2 separate regions of the Mus musculus genome follow, and region 2 is linked to region 1. The links are chromatin contacts, called in public promoter capture Hi-C maps. All regions are on one chromosome and are shown on one strand. The core of a region is the stretch at or near the end of the contact, and the rest is flanking DNA. Distances in the headings are between cores, read along the strand shown. Region 1 holds the start of Zfp606 (zinc finger protein 606). Region 2 holds the start of Vmn2r56 (vomeronasal 2, receptor 56).

Region 1 (4,535 bases), core at 1,459-3,958:
CTGGGAGCCCACCTGTCTTTCTTCCGTCCTCCTCAGCGCTTCCCTCCATGTGCCATGCTGGATCCTGAGGACACAGAGCTGTGAATAGAAAAAGAAGTCATGGAGGCACCACTTCCTAGCAGAAGTTCATCATGTACCCTATGGAAATGAGAAGTACGAGGCCCTGCTGCTGCTCCTACCATCACCAGTAAGGAAGAAAGCTACTTCTTTACCCCACAGATGAAGGAGATGGGTCTTGGAGAAGGTGACATGTGAATCCTCACAGCCTTTCTGGTCTGAGCCCTAAGTCTCTAGACACTAATTCTTGTGTTATCTGTCCTAGAGATGTCATCACCACACCACCCCTACACATACTGTTCTGACCCCTCTTTATTCCAGCTCTGTATTGAGAGCGGGACTACAAGCTCCCGTTCTAAAGAACCACTGGGTCACCAGCTCTGACCTCAGCTATGGCAGATCACTGAAGGAAGACGTTAGTACATGGCACCCGACACAGCTGAGGGTACAGGTTCTTGACTCACCCCAGGAGACAGAAGGCTCAGGAGCTGCCATCCCCCAAGACTGGTCCATGAGGGTACCTACAGAGAAGGATCAGATTATGACTGTGGTACAAAACAGTGACTAAATGTAACACAAGAAAAAAGGAGCATGACAAAGTCCTACACAGAACCCAAGGGCATCTAAAAAACAATCCAACATAAGCTGGATCTGCATAGGAGACACCTGTAGACTGTAGACTATGATCTAACAACAAGGCAATGAAAAACAGAACCCTCTGAATGGCTGAATACGTTTCTGATAAGATGTATCACCACCTAATTCTTAATTTTAAGTAGGATACTGCCTTGATGTCTATGGTGATGAAAACAAAGATAAAACTATCACATATCATTATTAACATTGTTTTAAAAATACAGATTAATATTAATAAGTGAAATACAGTATTAACGGTGAAAAACACAAGAGAACTAAAAACATTTTGACTGTATATATTGTCTTCAAAAGAGTTCTATGAGTTACTAGAATATCTTATAGAGGTCCGTTTTAGAAGCTGACTATCAAATATACAAAACTTACCTTGTTGTTTACGAATACATTTCCTCTTAACGACTACCCTGTTCTAATTTTGTACCAAGACAGCTAGACTGTCTATTATCTCCCAAAGCTGGCAGCCCTTTCTCAGCCCTGACCTACAGTAAGCCTCCTGTAGGGAAAGGTGCAGAGGAAAAAAAAAAAAAAAAAAAAAAAAGCAAGATTTGGACTCACCCCAGGAGGGCCATGGGTTGATGGCAGCCATTCCTGAGGATTAACCAGCCAGGGTCCTGCCCAGGAGCACTGCAAGTATCAGCCTAGAGACAAAGCGAAGAAAAAAAAAAAAAAAAAAAAAGGCAAAATTGGTCCAGTCTCACAAAAAGTCCAGCGAGAACAAAAACAAAGAGAACACATCCACAAAGTTAACAAGACCCCTAAGAAGCATGATAAAAACAAACAAACAAAAAAACCGCGCGCGCACACACACACAAACACACACACACACATTGTGCAGTAAGTGGAGCACAAGTAATACCAGCAATGGGGAGGCAGACAGGAGAATCCCTGGGAATTTCTGACAAGTCAATAGAGTGGAATTAGAAGCTTCCTGGTTCAGAAAGAGACCCTGTCTCAAAGCCAAGATAGAGAGCCACTGAAGAAGATACCTAATACTAACCACATAGTTATCACTGACACAGACACACTTTGGGATAAAGTGTGATCGTCTGCAAAGGTTAAAGCCAAACAACAGCCATCACCACCTGCAAGATCTTCCAGACTCAAGCCCATCGATCCCCTCTCCCCTCCCGTAGTCGCGTCAGAGACAAAAAAAAAAAAAAAAAAAAAAAAAAAAGTCTAGAGTCAGACCCCACAAATGCATGGATTCCGGGTCTTTGTGTGAGGTCCGCAACCGCTTGGTACTGAGTTTGGTACTAAGCACTGGCACACTTACAGAGAGAGACTCAGATACCCTAGGATTTGAGTCAAACAAAGCTCAAGGCAAGCAAGTTGTAAGAATCCTACACCCCCCCCCCCCCCCCCCATAACTCAAGGCAAGCAAGTTGCAAGAACCATGCACGCACACCCTAACGGGACAGCACACACACACCCTCTTGTCACTTCAAATTTAAAAGAACCTGAGCCTTTCCCAAGTCAGGTTTGACGCCCTTTACAGATCTTTGCTTGGAAGGGACCGGTTAAGAGCCTGGCTCTCCTTCAGGGCCTCCGCAACCAGGTCGCTCCAGGCGCTGGTTTCAGCAAGCTTCCCGCCTTACCTGGCTCGCGGCCACTGGCCCTGATTGCACTGCGGCTGAGCTGGCTCGGGGCTGCTGCACCGAGCGTCTGGCTTCTGTCCTGCACCGAGACAACGTCCCAGGCCTGGCCGACTCGGCCCACTAGGGCCGGCCTTTCCCAGTCTGTAGAAACAGCGCACCCAGACCCGGGACCTGGAGGGTCGAGGGCAATGGGGGCACCGAGTCGGCGAGAGAAGAGAAGGCACCCGTTGCACCCCGGCACTGAGCCAGCCCTGGCCGCAGGCGCCGCTTCTCCGTGGCCGTTCCAACGACCTGCCAGGCTCTCCGTGACAACGACATCGGTAGCCCTTCGGTCCGGAATAAGGCCTTACTTTGGCCGCGGACAATGGCGGCCGCACCCCCCAGAGTCGACCAGGACACACCGCGAGGACTATTGGGAGTTGTAGTTTCAAAGAGACGCGCTTCTCGCTGCTACCGGAAGTCGGCCAAGGCCATTTTCAGAGCCTATTCTTCCCAAGTACCGCTCTTGAAGCACCCAGACTCTTAGGTTCCGCTTGTTTCCGAGGCCTAGAAGGGCGGTGGTTCTCTCATTTGCCATCACTCCCCAGGTGATGACAGCAGGATAGTTTGGTAGGCCAGGACCTCAGTTTGAGTCTCAGTAAAATTGCAGCTCAAGCAAGGTAGCTACTTTAAAGTCGGAGCTTGATGAGGGTGAGTGATCTCTAGGAAGCACTTCCCTCAACCTTGACAAAATTGAGAACGTGGTTGTTATTATACCTTTATTTTATTTTTAGACGAAGAACATAATTCTGACTGGCCCCTTGCATATGATTGTTGGAGATTAAATTTCAATGCATGAGTTTTGGAGGTGACAAAAATATACAAACCATAATCTTTATCTTCATTTTTGTTTCCTGATGCCTTTAGATCAAATATGACATGAGAGTTCAAACTTGAACAGAGCCATCAAGTCTTATTTTGGAACGTAAATTCATATCCTGTTTTATACTGACATACTGAATTTTTTGAAACTGGCATTAAGTGATTGAATTTCATAAAATTTACCATCTTTAAAAGACAATAAAGGTTCTTTATTATCAGTCCCTGAAAATGTAAAGTGATAGCTTTGAACTAACTTTTCCCCTTTCCTTTTGTCTCTTGGTCTTAAGAAACGTCAGTTGCAAAAGGCATAGTAACTTGCAGTTTGAGACACTTCTTTGCTAGTATTTCTTGAGCAAATACATGTATCATTACTAAACCCTAAGAAACTGCAAATTTCTTTCTTCCATACAGTTACAAGAACAGAGAGATTTTCTGCACAGACTTAAAATAACAAAGTCAAAGATCTTTAGGTAGTATTAGTATAAAGAAAACAAAACAGGGTGTTTGGATTGAGATTTTGGGGAGAGGCACTCAGAGGTGGCTGGTATCCAAAAGTGATATTGTGTTCAGATCTGAAAGAAAAGAAACCACCTAGTGACTGTATGAGGAAGACATCTTTAAGCATAGAGAACAGCAAGTGTTAAGGCCTCAAAGCCAAATTGGCCTTTTCCTGTTAGAGGAGATTGGAGTCTAGGAGTAGGAGTGAAATGAGATGAGCTTCAGGGTACAGAGGCAGCATCAGGGGGTGGTGCATTAAGGTGGTTTGAGGAAACTGAGGCAAGTCCCATTGTTCTCTAAGTTGTGAACTATGGTTTGAATTTTATTCAGGTAACAAGAGGAAGCCAGTGAAGGACATGTAGAGACCTGATATGAAAATCTAAAGAGTAAGAGACTACCAATGCCAGCTCTATTATACTATACCCAGCAAAACTTTCAATCAGTAGAGATTGAGAAAAAAAGATATTATTTATTATTAGATATTTTCTTCATTTACATTTCAAATGCTATCAAAAAAGTCCCCTATACCCTACCCCCGTCCTGCTCCCCTACCCACTCACTCCCACTTCTTGGCCCTGGCTTTCCCTGTACTGGGGCATATAAAGTTTGCTAGACCAAGGGGCCTCTCTTCCCAATGATAGCCAACTAGGCCATCTTCTGCTACATATGCAGCTAGAGAATGAGTTCTGAGGGTACTGATTACTTCATATTGTTGTTCCACCTATAGGGTTGCAGACCCCTTCAGATCTTGGGTACTTTCTCTAGCTCCTCCATTGGGGGCCCTGTGTTCCATCCTATAGATGACTGTGAGTATCCACTTCTGTATTTGCCAGGCACTGGTAAAGCCTCACAGGAGAGAGCTATATCAGG
Region 2 (4,535 bases), core at 1,274-3,773, 250 kb before region 1:
TCTGTGGTCTGTGTGGGGGAAGAAGATATATGTTCCAATCTCCCCAGGAAGGGTCACATGGTATTACCTCACCCATAGTTTTAACTTAATTGACCTTGATGATAGAGAATGTTAAACACACTCCTTCTAGCACAGAGAGCTGATAAATTTTTTTCATGTGGAAGAGCTGCTCACATCTAAGCTTCCCCTTGTGGATGGTACCCAACCTCCCTGACTACAGAGACATACCACCCCTCTAGGGCTGAAGATGCTCCATCCTGCCCAAGACTCTCTGCTTGCTTGCTTGGGGCAGGAGGACAAGTCAAGGCCTCCCGAAGCTTTAGGGACATTCTCATTTCCAGATGCTGCCAGTGAGGCTCAAGGGAGTCATAGGCTATTTGCTTCCTGTACCCATCTGCAGCTTTTCTCCAAGACAGTGCCCTGAGCGCCCTGGCCACAGCTGTTCTTGGGCCTGCAAGTTCCCCAGGAGACAGTCAGACCCATTGTCACCCTTCCTATAGTCAGTAGATGTGATCTAGGGTAAAGAAAGGCTAGGAAATCTCAGGAGAAGGGGATACAACTTTTAATGACTCTGGGATTTAGTGACCACTCATCTCCATCACCTCATGATCAATGTTCTCCACACAGCCTACAAACCTAGACTTCCCAGTGTGGTCTTGGCCTCAGGCAGTTGATCAAAGGCATTCTCCCAGATAAAAGCCTCCTTCAATGTTAGCCACTGCCCCATATGGGGCTGTCCTGTCATTGGTTGTCTGACCCCCTAGCAGGCATGTGGCTGTGTACTCTCCTTCCTGTTCTCTTTGGCTGTCCCTCTGGCTCTGCCCTTTCTGGAGCAAGAGCCTGGCTGTTGCCAAGGCAGAGCCCTCATTTTGATCGTCCTGGAGATGTAATCGTGGGGGGCAGCTTCTCCATCTTTCGCTTCTCTAATGGTACCCTATCTAATTTCACTGCCCCGCCAGCTGGGCTGCAGACTTCAAGGTAAGTGCTGGATGAGGGGTGGGGGTCTCTGAAAGCCAGAAGCAGCTCTACAAGGTTGTGCAAAGCCTTGGATAAAGGTTCATTCTCAGACCCAGCTACATGGCCACGCCCTTTCTCTGTGTAAATGCAGTAGCTCTGCTGCTCTCTTTTTATATCACCTCTCTCCATCTTTCTTTTTATATCACCTCTCTCCATCTTTCTTTTTTATTTGTACCAGACTGAAATCTAGGGTGCTCATTGGCTGAAATGTATGTGCTCCACAGGTCAGGTGTGGATTCTTGATCCTTTTATACCCTTGCTTCTTTAAATAGGGTCCAGGTAGGCATGCTTGTTAAATGAATAACTGTAATCAATAGATTTTTTTTTTATCAGTCACCAGCCCCTGTGGTTCCTCTCTACTGCATTCCCCTTGCTTGTTATTTTTTTTTCTAAGAGTCTCATGTTGCCTCCAATTCACTAGTTAAAGATGATGTTGAATTTCTGATTATCCTGCCTCCATCTTCTGAGTCCTGGGGTAATAGGGTGTACTACTACACTTAGTTAATGAGGATATAACTCCATGAACCGAGCCATATCCACAACCATTTTGTGTCCATTTTTGTCCCAGCCTTTCCAACATATTGTTGCACATAGCAGTTCCCAGAATAGCGTTTTTTTTGGTTCTTCTTATTATTTTTTAATGTTTATATTTAGCTTTTTAAAAAAATTGCAGCAATGGCTGAGTGTGGGTTGTTTGACTGTACTCCGAGGACTTGTGAAGCTAAGGCAGGAGGATTGTTAATTTCAGGCAAGATTGGGGTACATAATGTGACCTGAGTAAAAAACAGTTGATAAGAGTATTTTCTAAAGTAACTACTATCATTCTGTATTCAACCACAATTGCAAGAGACTTCTATTTCTGCAACTTCACATTTAACATCACTTTAAATGATTTTTTGTTGTGTGCTTGATTGTATCTCACTTTGTGCTATAACTAATCTGGCACTCCTTGTGAAGTTCAGGCAACTGCAGTTGTTGTGAGACCATGTCTGTAATGCCTGAGTCATGTCTTGAAGGCAGCATTTCACAGCTCTTTCCCATACCTTCTGGCACTTATTTTCATCAATTATGAATAGTTAACCGTAATTGTAACCAACCATAGTATTCAATAGATTTATTTTTCTTATTTTTTTTGAGTCAGGGTGTCTCTGTGTAGGCCTGGCTTCCTGGGTCCAGCTATGTAGACTGTGCTTTGGTCTCTGACTCACAGAGATCTTCTTTCTGAGTGGTGGGATTAAACAAGTATGCTACCAAACAAAGCTCATGTGATAGATCTTCAAATGTCCCTCCTGTCTTCTGAAACTCTCCCTCTCCCTTTGGTTACTGTCTCTGCCTTCCCTCTGGCTCCCCTTTGACTCTTCTTGAATGTTCTGTGCACATCTCTGTATAAGTATTTGAGGAGATGTACATTTTTACTCAGATCACTTGAGTCACAGTGTTCATTCTTGTTCCATTTACCACATAATGAGTGATAAATGTGGACTTCTCTTTCCCTCAGCGTTTCCATGTGGGGCTACCGGGTGGCCCAGAGTTTCGTCTTTGCCATTGAGGAGATTAATAGGAGTACTCACCTGTTGCCTAATTTGACACTGGGCTTCTCTATTCGAAACTCTGGGGACTCAGCGCATGGAGCCCTCTATGAAACAATGGGCTTTCTCACAGGGCAGGAGGAGCCCATCCCCAACTACACATGCCAGCATGGCTCTCCTCAGGCTGCTTTGGTTGGGGACACACGGTCATCCCTGTCTGTCTCCATGGCCAGACTTCTGGGGCTGTACAAGTTTCCCCAGGTGAGTTGCACAACGCCTTATTGTTTAGTGAATGTGGTGCAGTCTCTTAATGATGACGGTGATGGTCACAGCAGTGAGCAGCTCTGCTGAGGAGCCAGCTTCCCTGAAATATTCTCCCCATGTCCAACATGGTTCTCTCCTCCATGTATTGATAATTTAGAAATAATTATCATCCCCCTGCATTGACAAAAAAACAGAGACATTTTCCTTTTTTCTATTTAAAAATACTTTAATGGATTTATTTATTTTTAATTGTATGAGTATCTTGTCTTCATGTATATGTATGTACCACATGGGTACCTGGTACCCATGGAAATCAGAAGAGGGCATTGGATTCCCTAGAACTGAAGTTACATATGACTTTTAGCTGTCACAAGGGTGCTGTGTTTTGAACCTTTGAACCTAGGTTTTCTGAAAGAGCAGCAAGTAGTCATAACCACTTACCTGTCTCTCCAACACTTTGTTTATTATTATTAATTATTATTATTATTATTATTATTATTATTATTAAATGAGAGAGAGAGAGAGAGAGAGAGAGAGAGAGAGAGAGAGAGAGAGAGAGAGAGAGAAAGAATGTGTATGTGTGTGTGTGTACTCCACACCAGTGCCATTGTGCCTTTTGGATGTCAGAAGACAACATTTGGGAGTCAGGTTTTTTTCTTATACTATGTTGGTTCTGGGAATCAAACTCAGGTTTGTAGGCTTGGTGGTGTAATTGTTTCTGCTTGGATGGAAATCAAACTCAGGTTTGTAGGCTTGGTGGTGTAATTGCTTCTGCTTGGATGGAAGGGAATCTGGGGATTCAGATGCCCAGGAGGCCACGCAACTCTGAAGGGAGAAGGTACAATGCAGGGGATTCTGAGACACAGGAGCCTAGGAACAACCTCTGAGGCGGGACAATGTCCCAAGGGAAGGGCATCCTGTGATATAGGAGCCCAAGAACCTCCAGGAGATCTCAGAACCCACACAGCTCTGAGAGGAATCCTCCTCAGCAGAGGTGTTGTAGCTCCTAGGGGAGGGTACCCCGGCTGAGCTGAGGACCTCAGCTCCACCCTACTTCTTTGTTTCTTCCCGTCTCTTCATTGTTCCTTGTCTTCTTCCAAAGAGAGAGTCACATCAGCCAGCATAGCTCACAAAAGAGATCTGTTGGATCCCGGGGAGGAGGAATGAACTCAGGAGTGGCTGCTTCTGCTCCCACGTGTAGACAGTAGGGAATTAAACAAAGAGCAGGTGTTATACAGACTCTCTTAGGTGCCAGACCTTTTCAGGGCGGAAGTTCCCAGATTAAGGATTGGAGGAATTTCAATTCCTGAGCTTAGGGAGCTCAGAGATTGGTGGATTTTCTTGTTTAGTGATTGGTAGTTTTTTGTGGGAAGCTCGGGGACTGGTGGGTTTTCCTGCTCAGGAATTGGTAACTTTTTTCACCCTTGTTCCTGCCGTCTTGAGAACTTCTGTGGCAGCATCTTTTTTTTTTTAAATTATTTATTTGTTATTTTATTTATTTCCACTTCAAATGTTGTCCTTCCCAGTTTTCCCTCAGCAAACCCATTATCCCATCTCTCCTTCCCCTTGCCTCTATGAGGGTGACCCCCACTTCTACCCTACTGCCCTCACATTCCCCTATTGAGGCATTGAGCCTCCACAGGACCAAGGGCCTCCCCTTCTATTGATGCCAGATTAGGCAGTCCTCTGCTACATATGCAGCTGGAGCCATGGGTCCCTCCATAT

What was found. Promoter capture Hi-C pulls out the DNA fragments that hold promoters and counts their contacts.
Region 2: a promoter capture Hi-C map of embryonic stem cells shows a contact between it and region 1, with 2.6 times the contacts expected there. The contact joins the promoter of Vmn2r56 here to the promoter of Zfp606 in region 1. A contact is called at or near these places in 1 of 39 promoter capture datasets (embryonic stem cells) and 3 of 115 datasets of contacts at active chromatin or transcription factors (embryonic stem cells, extraembryonic endoderm stem cells and large pre-B cells).

The regions. Positions count from the first base shown.
Region 1 is chr7:12,476,478-12,481,012 of GRCm38.p6, reverse strand. Zfp606 (zinc finger protein 606) reads right to left here and starts at 2,708. Exons shown (of 7, transcript NM_026112.4): 1 at 2,307-2,708; 2 at 1,267-1,349; 3 at 522-578; 4 at 1-78. The coding sequence starts at 1,297.
Region 2 is chr7:12,731,093-12,735,627 of GRCm38.p6, reverse strand. It overlaps Vmn2r56 (vomeronasal 2, receptor 56), which reads left to right and starts at 2,523. Exons shown (of 6, transcript NM_001104648.1): 1 at 2,523-2,807. The coding sequence starts at 2,523.